2 separate regions of the Oryctolagus cuniculus genome follow, and region 1 is linked to region 2. Evidence: chromatin contacts called from public Hi-C data. All regions are on one chromosome and are shown on one strand. The core of a region is the stretch at or near the end of the contact, and the rest is flanking DNA. Distances in the headings are between cores, read along the strand shown.

Region 1 (3,039 bases), core at 537-3,036, 38 kb before region 2:
CCGCAGGCTTGCTCCTGGGGTTCTTGGGACAGCAACACCTGTCTGTATCTGGCCTTACCATAAGCCCTTCCCCATTGGCACAGAGAAAAACCCAAAGCTCAAACCCCAGTGGGACATTCGCTCTGCCTGAACATGGGGACTCCCACTTTGCAGTCTTTGGTGAGTTGCCCATTTCTCCCCCAGGGAGCCGGGCCTGTGTGTGCTCTTTTACCAGCAGTCATGTGAACTTTTATCTTCCCTGCTCATTGGCAAAATCTGTGTCCTTGGTCCAGACTCACCTTTAGCTAAAAAATCTTTTCCTTGCAGTCACTCTCGCCTTGCCTTGTTGGCCTTTCCTGACCACAGAGACAGCGGAACCGAATCTCACTCTCCATTTTGCAGCCATAACATCTCTTTTCTAAACTCTCCACCACAACCTGGCTCTCTGAACCCCGGTTCTGTACCCAGATAGACTATTTCAAAATTTTTTTGCACTAAAATTCTGTTTCTCTCGCTCTTTTTTAAAGATTTATTTGAAAGGCAAAGTTAGAGGCTGAGGCAGAGAGAGAGAGAGGTCTTCCATCCTCTGGTTCACTCCCCAGATGGCTGCAACAGCCAGAGCTGGGTTGATCCAAAGCCAGGGGCCAGGAGCCTCTTCCAGGTCTCCCATGTGTGTGCAGGGGCCCAAGCACTTGGGCCATCTTCCACTGCTTTTCCAGGCCATAGCAGAGAGCTGGATCAGAAGTGGAGCAGCCAGAACTCCAACCAACACCCATATGGGATGCTGGTACTGCAGGCGGCTCCCAAAATTCTCTTTTAATTCCACTTTTTCATGTCCTTTTTTGAAGTCCCATCTTAGCTCATAAAGAAGTGGACTGAGAGACGGACCCAGAGTTAGGCTCAGCTCATGGTTTTCAACCCTAGTTTTTTTGCTGCTTCTCTAGTTTACAAACTTTGGGACCAAATCTGGAAATTACTGCAAATGCATGTAAGTTTTTTTTTTTTTTTTAAAGTATCCAGTGATCATCCAAGGGAGAAGAAAGTAAAATATAGATTCAGCAAGTGAGGTAGATTCCCCCCACCACACACACACTAGAGAACTTTAGGACCTGAGAAGGCTCTTTGTAGTTCAGTTGCTGCTTCCTACTTCGCAGCAGATAATCAGTTATTTTCCCTCACTGAAATCAGAATCAGCCTCCTGGGGCGGGAGTGTGGGGTTTGTATGGTTGGGGGAAGGGTGAGGAGGATGGGAAACAGGGACATAAAGGGACTTCTGGAGGAAGAAAATTGTCCCATATTTTGATTGCGGTGTTGGTTCCATGATATTTTCTTTTATAAAAATGTCTGAGCTATAGACTTCAGATCAGTGCCTTCTACTGTAGATGGATTAGATCTCAGTTTATACTACAAGTTGGTGATTATGGCAGTTTGGCTGCTGTCCCTACTGTCCACATGTGACATTGTGTTGAAAAGAAATGAGCCTGAATCAGAAAAACCATACTCAACTGAGAAGGCAGGGCATGGGCTGAGGAGGGAGAGAAAGTGGCAGAGGCCTTGCTAAGGGGCCAGGCGGGCCTCTTGTGTAATATGCTGAGTCACTTCTAATTGTGCAGGCGGCTAATTACAGTAATTAGTCTTGCCTTATTTCCATAGGGTTGGGAATTTCTTTCAGTCTGTGTCTTGGCAGGGTTGGATGGGGTTTTTACTCAGTCTGGTGATTTCTTGGATTGTGGCCTGCTATGGGGTGCTTCTGTGGCTCCAGACGTGATGGGTGTCGCGTTTTCCCCGCTGAGTGCTGCGGGGTGGCAGTGACTAACCTTGGAGCCTGTGAGTCATGAGTCTCAGGTTCTGAACACCACAGGAACATTTGGGCTTTGATGGACACCGTGCTCAGCCTACCAGCTGGGCCTCGGGCCAAGATCATCACACTTTGAAAATAGACAGGGATTATTCACTGTAGCACTGCGGAAGAATAGAAACAGTGATGAGACGGGTACCTAAATTAAGGTTCGTTCACATAATACAACACTGAAAAACAGGCTAAGACGCTACCGGTGTGCTTATCTGGAAACAGCTTTGAGCCCCACTGTTAAATATCAAAGGTATAACAGAGCGCAAAGGGTGACCTTTTGTATGAAATATCAGCGTAGGTTTATTTGCTTGTGTACAAATAAAAAAACCTTTGAAAGGAGACGGGAGTCTTGATAGCAGGGTGCTTTTCCATATGGGAGGGTGTGGGTGTGTGGAACACTGTGGCTGGGCAGTGGGGAAGACTTTTCTTGCAAAACTTTTAAAAGAGATTTTAAAATAATTAATTAATTGTATTACCCAGAGAAAAGTTGAAATCAGTTACTTAACATTCTCAAAGATTTCTAAAATTAAGACACAGTTTTAGGGGAAGATGGAACCCAAGCATAAATCACCCAATTTAGCATTTATCGAGTAGTGGTTTGTGAAAGATAATGGGAAATTTGTATATTTAAAGCAGTACCAGGGGGCTGGCATTGTGGCATAGCAGGTAAAGCTGTCACCTGGGACCAGGCATCCCATCTGAGCACCAGTTCATGTCCCAGCTGCTCTGCTTCCTGTCCAGTTTCCTGCTAATGCATTATTACTTTCTCACATTCAGTGAATACAGATATTTTAAACAATTGCTTTCCTGCAATGCCAGAGCTGTCTGAGAGTCTCTGGATTGGGCACACAGGTAGCCAGGGAGAGCAGGTATCCCTGCTGTCACTCAGTTGCTCAGACATCTCCCTGCTTGGGGAGAGCGCTGCCTGTGCTGGTGATTTGGGCCGCCACACCAGCTGAACTTGTTTTTGTTCTTAGCCGTGTGTTTCGTTAATACCCCAAATGACCCAGGACTCAAAAAGAAATCCAGTGTTGGACACAGGTAGGTATGTGGAACATGGAAAATTAGAATCTTGCAAATGTGCCTCAGGATTATTTCTCCAGGTTGGAAAACTGTGACTAATTAACTTCCTATACAGAAAATTAAGCTGTTCCACTTCCAAATCGAATGTTAAAAAGAAGTGGTTAGGCCAGCACCGCAGCTCACTA
Region 2 (3,294 bases), core at 585-3,084:
GAGACTCCTTCTCTGCCACGGGCATTCATCGAAGGTTCTTCCACCAGGACCAGTCCCCTGTGGGGGGCCTCACAGCTGAGGACATTGAGAAGGCCCGGCAGGCCAAGGCTCGCCCCGAGAACAAGCCACACAAGCAGATGGTGCGTCTGGGAGGGCCCCGCGGCAGGGCAGGGCAGTGCCCACTTGGCAGTAGCGCAGGCATCGACCCCTACTGGGGACTTGCCCAGGGTGCTGGGGACTGGGGTGCTCAGGAACAGGAGAATTCGTGGTGGAATTTGCTGCCAGGAGCAAATCCTTTGGAGCCGGGAGAGGATGTGGGCACAGCATGGGCGTCTGAAGGCAGGTCCTGCTCCACTTGCTGGTTCTACAAGGTCCTCTCTCTTCTCCAGCTCAGTGAGCGGGCTCGGGAGCGGAAGGTGCCGGTTACACGACTCGGGCGGCTGGCCAACTTTGGAGGTAAGGTGGCTACATGCCCCTGTGCCGTCTCGCCTGCTCTGCCGCGCCAGTCCCGGCCAAGAGGAGCTGGGGCCTATGGGGCAATAGAAGTGAGTGGGGATGCAGTGAGATCCCAGAGCGGGCACTGGCCAACTCTTGGCATTTTCTGAGGGGGGACTGGACATCTTCCACGGCTGATGATTCAGTTCCTGGATTCCTGCTTGGCCTTGGCTGACCCCGAGGGTTGGCACGCAATGGCTGCCTTACTGTCAGCTGTGGCATCAGCTCCTTACCTCAGCCTGTCCACCAGTCAGCCTCTTTGGAAGCTGCCCAGGAAGGAGGCCAGGTAGAGGGTACAGGTTCCTCACTGGGACTCCTACATGGTGTTTTTTTTTTTCTTTTTGCCCCTGGGACCAGATATTTGGAGAGTGCATTTGCTGGATCCCACAGGCTGGCAGGGGAATGAAAACCAACCAATGGGATGCTGTGGCCCTGAGCTGATGTGGTTTAAAGTTGTTTCAGTATGTGGTGGTGTCATGAGCTTTATTTATGATTTTCTTTGCGGAACCATTTTGTCTATTACACTGGCTCTCGTTTTATATAAGTTATAGTATAATTTTATAGGGAAGGTTTATAGCATCTATAATTGCTTTTATGACTTTGTGTTGTATCTACTGCTTTTTTTAATTTAAAGATTTATTTATTTATTTGAAAGAGTTAATGAGAGAGAGAGAGACAGAAATCTTTCTTCTGCTGGTTCACTCCCCAAATGGCTACAACAGCCGGAGCTGGGCTAGTCCGAAGCCAGGAGCCAGGAGATTCATCAGGTCTCCCACATGGGTGGCAGGGGCCCAAAGCCTTGGGCCATCTTCTACTGCTTTCCCAGGAGCATAGCAGGGAGCTGGATTGGAAGTGGAGCAGCCGGAACTCAACCCGGTGCCAGTATGGGATGCTGGTGCTGCAGGTGGTGGCTTAACCCAGTAGGCCACAGTGCCAGACCCTCTTCTGTTCATTTACTGACCAAGATGTTCCTGTTGAAATTTCCGTCACCTTTGTGGCAGCATCCCTAAGAGGGACTGACTGCAGGTGTATTTCTTTAAAGGCCAGCTGCCCACAGTAGCATCTCCAGGTATTATAACCACCAAGAGCAACAGTTGCGGCAGTTTGATGCATATACTGATCGCGGGCAAGAGGTCACCTCCAAGGCATGAAATCTCCACGGTTCATGGTGTCACGAGTCAGCCTTTTGTGTAGCTTGGCTGATTGGTAAATCTCTGCTCTCCTATCCTGCCCGGCCCTTATTCTCTTCTCATCTGCTGCCTCACCTCTTCTCTTTTGGAAACTCCAGACTGGCTGTGGGCAGATGCTCATACACAGTGTTCCCCAGCAGCCTTGTAGTGTGGGAGCCAGACTAGTGCGCAGATTCCAACACTGCATGCAGGGTGGCTGTCTTCCCAGCACACAGAGCAGACTAGGCTAATTGGATAGAACTTTCTCAACTGTAAGTTCTTCTCACACAAGTATAATTGTTACCTTAGAACTTGGCATCTGCTGCTTCTTAGCTGTTGGACAGTTTCGTATAAAGGGTCATCTCAGTTGTAGCACAAAAGTAATGCTTTATTTCCTTTTCATGAGTTAGCATTTCGAGCAGTTCCTTATGGAATGTCGTAACCTCCTGGGCTGCAATACCAGAATGAGTTTGAAAGACACTGCCCCAGGGGCCAGTGCTGAGGCGTAGTAGGGTAAGCCTCCACCTGCGGTGCCAGCATCCCACATGGGCGCTGGTTCCAGTCTCGGCTATTCCGACTTCCAATCCAGCTCCCTGCTAATGCACCTGGGAAAGCAGTGGAGGATGGCCCAATTACTTGGAACCCTGCACCCATGAAGGAGACCCAGAAGAAGTTCCTGGCTTCTGGCTTTGGACCAACCTGCTCTAGCCATTGTGGCCATATAGGGAGTGAACCAGCAGATGGAAGATTTCTCTCTCTCTCTCTCAAATAAATAAATCTAAAAAAAAAAAAAAAAAAGAAAATCACACCCTGGTGGGCTCTAGTGGTCCTTAGCCCCCAGAATATGCGGCATGTACCCTGCTTTGCACAGCAGCTATTAGCTAATATTTCTTTTCTTTTTTTTTGAACATTTATTTATTTATTTGAAAGAGTTAGAGAGAGGGAGACACAGAGAGGTCTTCTACCCACTGGTTCACTCCCCAAATGGTTGCAATGGCCAGTGCTGGGCCAGCCTGAAGCCAGAAACCAGGAGCTTCCTCTGTGTCCCCCACATGGGTGGCAGGGGCCCAAGCACTTAGGCCGTCTGCTGCTGCTTTCCCAGGCACATTAGCAGGGTGCTAGATTGAAAGAAAACATCCAGGACACAAACCAGTGCCCACAGGAGATGCAGGCATTGCAGACAGCAGGTGAATACATTGTGCCACAGCACTGGCCCCAGCATTTCTATTTCTTATTAAAATATTGGTTATGCCCCTTTTTTATCTCTTCAGAGTCTGCCTTGTCTGATAATTTATCTGTAATTTAGCTTTGTTTTGGTTAATGTGTGCGTGGTATCTTTTTCTTTTGCTCTACTTTTAACTATTTTATGTATTTTTTAAGATTTGTTTATTTATTTAAAAGGCAGATTTAGAGAGAGAGAGAGTATCTTCTATCCACTAATTCATTCTCCAAATGGCTGCAATGGCTGGAGTTGCACCAGTCTGAAGCCAGGGGCTGGGAGCTTCTTCTGGGTCTCCCACATGAGTGCAGGGCCCAAGGACTTGGGTCATCTTCTGCTTTTTCTGGGCACATTAGCAGGGAGCTGTATTGGAAGTAGAGCAGCTGGGACTTGAACCAGCGTCCATATAGG

Evidence for each region. Hi-C and Micro-C count contacts between places; a contact is called where the count stands out from the background.
Region 1: a contact with region 2 is called in a Hi-C map of liver, with 8 times the contacts expected there. The contact joins two enhancer-like sites. A contact is called at or near these places in 5 of 6 Hi-C or Micro-C datasets (ear pinna, liver, psoas muscle and 2 more).

Annotation. Positions count from the first base shown.
Region 1 is chr13:67,541,473-67,544,511 of mOryCun1.1, reverse strand. No RefSeq gene overlaps it. Among named protein-coding and RNA genes, the nearest start is that of COQ8A, 11 kb to the right of the region's middle. Within about 2 kb of position 1,786, at least 5 of the 8 cell types and tissues checked have an H3K27ac peak or open chromatin away from gene starts, as enhancers often do.
Region 2 is chr13:67,503,556-67,506,849 of mOryCun1.1, reverse strand. It overlaps COQ8A (coenzyme Q8A), which reads left to right. Exons shown (of 15, transcript XM_008268141.4): 3 at 1-140; 4 at 390-456. Among named protein-coding and RNA genes, the nearest start is that of COQ8A, 26 kb to the left of the region's middle. Within about 2 kb of position 1,834, at least 3 of the 8 cell types and tissues checked have an H3K27ac peak or open chromatin away from gene starts, as enhancers often do.